Linked DNA regions of Ovis aries: region 1 is linked to region 2. The links are chromatin contacts, called in public Hi-C maps. All regions are on one chromosome and are shown on one strand. Each heading gives the region's core, a stretch centred on a gene start, on an enhancer-like site or on the middle of the called end of the contact. The rest is flanking DNA. Distances are from core to core; before and after follow the strand shown.

What was found. A called contact is a pair of places that touch in the nucleus more often than the background predicts.
Region 1: a Hi-C map of hypothalamus shows a contact between it and region 2, with 2.4 times the contacts expected there. The contact joins the promoter of CNKSR3 here to the enhancer-like site in region 2. A contact is called at or near these places in 2 of 16 Hi-C or Micro-C datasets (hypothalamus and tail adipose tissue).

The regions. Positions count from the first base shown.
Region 1 is chr8:78,960,216-78,963,423 of ARS-UI_Ramb_v3.0, reverse strand. It overlaps CNKSR3 (CNKSR family member 3), which reads left to right and starts at 1,914. Exons shown (of 15, transcript XM_060419846.1): 1 at 1,914-3,208.
Region 2 is chr8:78,879,662-78,882,996 of ARS-UI_Ramb_v3.0, reverse strand. CNKSR3 (CNKSR family member 3) reads left to right here. Exons shown (of 15, transcript XM_060419846.1): 7 at 2,459-2,500. Among named protein-coding and RNA genes, the nearest start is that of IPCEF1, 76 kb to the right of the region's middle. Within about 2 kb of position 1,731, at least 15 of the 54 cell types and tissues checked have an H3K27ac peak or open chromatin away from gene starts, as enhancers often do. A contact at or near this core is called in hypothalamus, where this site is marked.

The DNA.
Region 1 (3,208 bases), core at 665-3,164, 80 kb before region 2:
CCTATGTGTGTAAGGAGACCCCACGGCAGAAAAATAAAGGTGCTGAAAAGAGAAATCTAGGGAGCCTGGGCTCTAGTATCAGTTCTACAAATTCAGTTAAAAAAAGGATTTATTTAGCTTTTTGTTCTGTGTCAGGGACTGTGGTGAATACCAAGCTGCCAGTAAGAAATTCTACTTTTCAAGAATCTAGCCTGGCTGCTGTTTGGTAATGTGCACGAAAGTGCAGTGTAACAGAATGGTGAAGATTATAGGAGGCAGAGAAGAAAAACTGGCACATTTATCAATGATCATTTTGTATCCACTTTAATTTCCAAAGTTATTTACCTAAGATTCTGCCTTTATTATCTGCCATTAGTGACTGGACATCTTCAAGTCTGTATTTCAGATAGGAAGGCAGGCCTCCCTCAAACTTTCACATGCAAACAGCTGTAATTAAGAAAGAAGGTCTTATTTAAATAGTAATTAGCCTTCAGGACTTGAAGTGTAAACAGAATGCTAATTCATTTAGGTAGTTAATTGGTCTTCCGGGTTAGAGATCTTCACATGGCCTTCCTTTTTAGCGATGATGTATTTATCATCAACACACAGATAATGTATGGGATGAAATTCTGCAAACTCTTGTTTGACTCTCAGAATTTTAACTTTTAACTCTCAGTGGGATGAAATTTTAACTCTCAGTGGGATGAAATTTTGCAAACTCTTGTTTGACTCTCAGAATTTTATCTTTTAACTTTCTGGTAGTGATAAATGCAAATGAGTTTGAAAACACTGTGAAAACATCAAGTAGAACACTATGGTAAAATCATTTGACGTTTTCTTCATAATTACAGGGACCATATGGCTCAGTTAATTCATGTTATTCCATCTTAAGTACTGATAAAGCCCCTTTCAGATTCAGGAATATCTTGGCTTGGAGATAAATTGTGTGGTCATGCTAATCATGACTAAAAGAAGTCACAAAATTCAGTGATTACTGTAAATAAAGCTGTGAATAAGATTGGTTACATTTTCCAGTGAATTCAGTGACAAACGTTGAGAGCCTCCCTATCTGTTGCCATAAAGAAAAGATGGTTAACAATTGATGTCATTAATTTTAAAAAGGCTTTTTTTTTTTTTTTTTGAAAGACAACTACTCCATCTGGAATTTTGTCATTGCCTTTACCAAGTTTCCTGGTCTACCGGTAACTCTTGCTCAAACAACAACAACAAAATTTGCTATATTTGATGACTGCATATTGGTGTTGTTATGGCTTCTCTGTCCTATTGGTAAGTTGCATGGAAGGTGGGTCTGATGTTTCACTTTTCCAAATATATTTATTCTTCTTGGGCACTCCAGCTCATCATACCATACAACAGAAGCGTAGGCCTTCTGTCCGCCATCCTTCCAACATGTGCATTCAAGCAGACCTCTATAAATAGTGAAAGTGAAGTCGCTCAGTCGTGTCCGACTCTTTGCGACCCCATGGACTGTAGCCTATCAGGCTCCTCCATCCATGGGATTTTCCAGGCAAGAGTGCTGGAGTGGATTGCCATTTCCTTCCCCAGGGGACCTTCCCGACCCAGGAATCGAACCCGAGTCTCCCGCATTGCAGGCAGACGCTTTACAGTCTGAGCCACCCATATCACCAATTCAACAGATAGTTCATGAATGCAGTGGCTGGTTGGCACTCAGGAGGCATCCACAGATACATATTAAGCGAATGGATAAACACCAGCCACACCTTTGACTCCTGCTAGGTGCCACCAGCCAAGTGATAGGAAGAGGGAGAGGAGAAAAGCACTATGTAATATCAGGTAAGTTCTGCCCGCCCCCGCCCCGCCCCGCGAAGTTACCAGTCTCCAACCGGAAGACGTAAATGAATAATGCAGTTGAAGGTAAGAATCACTAAGTGCCACAGAATCTCTGTGAGTGGGAGGCGGAGAGCACAGGGACTGGGGTGGGGCGGCGGTGCAGTGAGGCTTGAGGGAGGAGAGGCAGACATTCGAATTTAGGACTTCCTCCCAGTTCCGGGTTAACTCTGGCCTCAGACGGAGTCCATGAAAGTAAAAGGGCCCTCTGTCAGTCGCCGAAACTGTGCACAGGCTTTTTTTTTTTTTTTTTTAAAGAGCTGGCTAACAACTTTCCCTTCACGATTGATGACTAATTCAAATGAGCATTAGCTCTCTTCGCAAAGATGAGTATTACAATACAGTAATATAGAACGCTAAACGCTACCAGTTTTTTATGATTCATTTTCGTTGCGAAGTGGACATATTGCCACAGCGTTAAAAGAGAAGTGAGTTACAGACATAGACTTGTGGTTGCCCAGGTGTGAGGAGGTGGAAGAGGGATAGATCGGGAGTTTGGGATTAGCAGATGCAAACTCTTATACATAGAATGGGTAAGCGAGAGTCTACTGCACAGCACAGGGAACTATATTCAACGTCCTGGGATTAACTATAGTGGAAAAGAATATGAAAAAGGATGTACGCACATTCATAACTGAATCACTTCGGTGTACAGTAGAAACTGCGTCCATGTGCCTGCTCAGTAATGTCCGACTCTTTGCAACCCCATGGACTGTACCCAGCGAGGCTCCTCTGTCCATGGAATTTTTCAGGCAAGAATACTGGAGTGGGTTGCCATTTACTCCTCCAGAGAATCTTCCCTACCCAGGAATCGAACCAGAGTCTCCTGTGTCTCCTGTATTGGTAGGCACGTTCTTTACCATGGCACCACACAGCAGAAATTAACACATGGTAGATCAACCATACTTCAATAAATTTACAGAAGAGCAGTGGCTTAAATTGCCACAATGTCATCCAAGATATAAATAAAACAATTTTCCCTAAAGAAATGTAAAAGGAGGAGGTCTGGATCACAGAGCAATATTGACGCAAAGCACTTAAACACGGAGATCTGAAATTTAGTTTTTGACTTTATTATTTTTCATTGTCTTGCTGCTCACAGCCAGACAAACTGAACCGGTACTAAATAGGACCTTGGCCTCCCCCAAGCCCAACGGGCTCTCCAGGATGCACGCGCATCTACAGTGCGCCCCCTGAAAAGGAAAGTCGGCTGGGACCACTCCGGGTGAGCGAAAGCAGGTTTCCAGGGCGAAAGTAACCGGAGTCGGCCGACCCGGGCGGCCCCGCCCCCTCCCACGAGTTTCGCCGGGTGTCCGGCCCCGCCCCCTCTTTTATTCCGCGCGCGCCACCGGGAGCTGGA
Region 2 (3,335 bases), core at 482-2,981:
TGAGGTAGCTGTTATCCTCCTGGCTTTGCAGAGGAGGAGGCTCAGGTGTGGAGAGGTTAAACCCATCTTCCAAGCCTCCTCAGTCAGTAAGAAGGGAGAATAAGGAGGGAGGGGAGCGGATGCTGTCCTTGACTGGGGCTCGGCTCATCCACATGACCAAGGGATGTAACAGACCTCAGCCCTGCTGTCGGAGTCCCGAGGGCCTGACTTGGTTCCAATGCTTCTTTTTTCCATTCCATTGCCTTCATGCCAAACAGCATGAAGTCAGGCCTGCAGCTGCTTCCTCCCGGTAGGAATGGGTGTGGGAACCCACGTCCACGAGGGCGGAAGGTAAAAAGCGTGCCCTTTCACACGCTGCCTTGGATGGTTTGGGGAGGCAGGAGCACCCCTCACCCAACTTGGCTCCATCACCACAGAAGCCCGTTTTCTTTCTTAGTGGCTCCTTGGATCCATCAAAGAATCAAATGTGAGGAACCACAAGGTCACACATGCACCTTGACGTCTGGGCCCCGGTGTATGGAGAGGAGCTCTCTGCCTCACCAGGATGACAGTCCTCCTGTTATTTGGGGATTTGTAGTGCTGGGCTACCCAGGTGGTGCTAGTGGTAAAGAACCCACCTGCCAACGCAGGAGATGTAAGACCTGTGGGTTTGATCCCTGGGTCGGGAAGATCCCCTCAAGGTGGGCACGGCAACCCACTCCAGTGTTCTTGCCTGGAGAATCCCAGGGACAGAGGAGCCTGGTGGGCTACAGTCAGCAGAGGCGCAAAGAGTCAGACACGACTGCACACACACATATACAAAATGAAAAATCATAGACACAAACCATTAGTTTTATTTCTGGAACAAGACCTTATAAATATTCTGTTTTGCTCAAGTTGCCATTTACTTAATATTTCTGTCCTTCAGCTGGTTTGAATTAGGGGAGGGGTCATCATGGTATTTAATGGTTCAGTTTCATGTACAAGATGGAGGATGAAAAGCACATTTTTGGACTGTCATCACTCATATTTTACAGAAGTTGCTCCTGGAGTTTGAATTTACATTAGACTCACATGTGCAAAAATATACTCCTAAATTTCTTTTTTTAAGTATTTTCTCACCAGGCTGCTCTTTGCCTGAGAGTCAGCGTAAATTTTGGGAGCAGTAGAGTGACCATTATTTCCCACATTTTTACCTAGTAGAGAAAATTTAAAAATTTTTTCAGAAAGCACTGAAATCTGATTATAAAATCATAGGGTAGAATGCCATACATTTTAACCCCTATTCCCAGTGGCAGAAAAAAATGACCTAAAATGACATTTTGACTGAAGCAAAAATCTTTGATCATTCCAACAGAGTTGATGATTGTTCTTCCTGTACATGAAATACTTTGAATTTTCCTTAGGGTGCCCCAGTATGGGATTATACTTAGTGCATGCTGGATGCTGAACTGCTTCAGTCGTGTCTGACTCTTTGCAACTCCATGGACTGTAACCTGCCAGGCTCCTCTGTCCATGGGGCAAGAATACTGGAGTGGGTTGCCATTTCCTTCTCCAGGAGATCGTCTGGACTTAGGGAGCGAACCGCCATCTCTCACGTCTCCAGCACTGGCAGGCAGTGGTGCCAGGTAGACTCTCAGGAATCTCGCTGGTCTCCCTCTTCTCCGGCATGCACAGTGCTGTGCAGCTTGAACTCTTCTGCTGTAGATACTGTTCTAGAAGGTTAGCTGAGAGTTTCACATTGTCAGTTTCACTTTGGCTGCTTTCAGTCGGGACAATGGTGATTCCTATAATCAGCTAACTGGGTTCATAGGGTTCTGAGTCTTTTGTTCTTGAGCTGAGTAAACAATGCTTTGCATTCCGGCCCATTATTTAATGTCATCAATAGCATACTTCAAGACCACTTTTTTGGCAGCGTGTTAATGAACGTTTTGTTGAACCCCTTTCATCCGTTAAGGACTAAAATATCTGATTTAATCTCAGTGGTGCTTAAAATAAACTTTGTGGCTAAGTTTACTCAAACCCTTATTTGAAAGCTATTCTTATGGGCAGGCCCGGAGCTAAAGACTCCCGGCTTGTTGGCCCAGTGCTAACTCAGCCTAGGGTCAGGTTTGAGAACCATTATCAACGTTCCTGGACTCTGATTTCTGGCTTCCTACTCTCTGTACAGTCTGGACAGTGGGTAGAGTTTAGTTCAGGTGATTTCTATAGGATTTCTGATTAAATAGTTGGTCAGATGGGTTCCTTGGATGATTAGCATCCTGGATCTGGAGACAGTAGAGTCTTAGGAGGAATCTAATGTCGGCCCTCGTTTCGAAGTCTTCTCTTTCCTGAAGTTCAGGACTGCAGGCTGCAGGGTCGGGGGTGTGTGTGTCAGGGACCTCCTTGGGTCCCAGGAAATAGCTAGCCAGCTAAACCAATTGTATCTGAAAGTTTTTTTTATCTCTTATAGCTTTAATTTTATTCTTTCTTCCTTTAGGATTGCCTTGTAGCAGAAATGGAGGATAAAGTTTTGGCTGTAGTAAGTACACCTTCTAAAAGTTACTGTAAAATTCTTTTTCCCAAAACAGTGGGAATCACATTCATTAAAGTATATGTGTTGTGGCTAGGTATTTCAGGATATGCTTTGAAATACTGACTTTTGGGATGTGAATCTCTTAATTTAGGTAGAAAGGCAAGAATACAAGTTATTTAACAACAAGATCAACTATATTGGGTATATTGGGGTCTCTGCTTTGCTCCCCCAACACTTCTTCAAGTTATAATTAGATAGCTAACTCTCAGCTCTCAGGGTTAAACTAATGTGCAAATTTCACTTTTTTTTAATTAAAAAAAAATCTTGGCAAAAATCTTATGATGGAAGGGGATGTACTGTGACCATTTAAAAAGCATTTTGTAACTATTCATCATCACTTCCTCCTTTTGACATAAGCCAGCCTGTGCTCTTTTGATAAGGCCTTCCTCCTACTGATGTTGAGGAATTTAGCAATGAAACCGCTATAAATATATTTTCCATAAATAGGGAGGTTAAACACACTGGAGGCATGCAAAAAGTGTCGCTTCTTGGATTCTTCCCCCTTAGAAGAAAAAAACCACTCTTTAGAAAATCCTGATTTCTTTGGTTGTTTAATTTTGAAAGGTTAGATTAATCTGAGATTGGGAGAAATAACCACATGTAGCCACTATGGTTTCTACATGGAGACCACTTAGTAGGGATCCTCATGTCTCTACAGTAATTTTATCTGGTCAGTGTCTGGTGTTCAGAGAATGTGAGTCGTCACGGTAAAGCTCACAGACCTAAAGGTAAAATGCAAAACTATAAAATGCCTCGAAATAACAGGAGAAAATCTTACTGA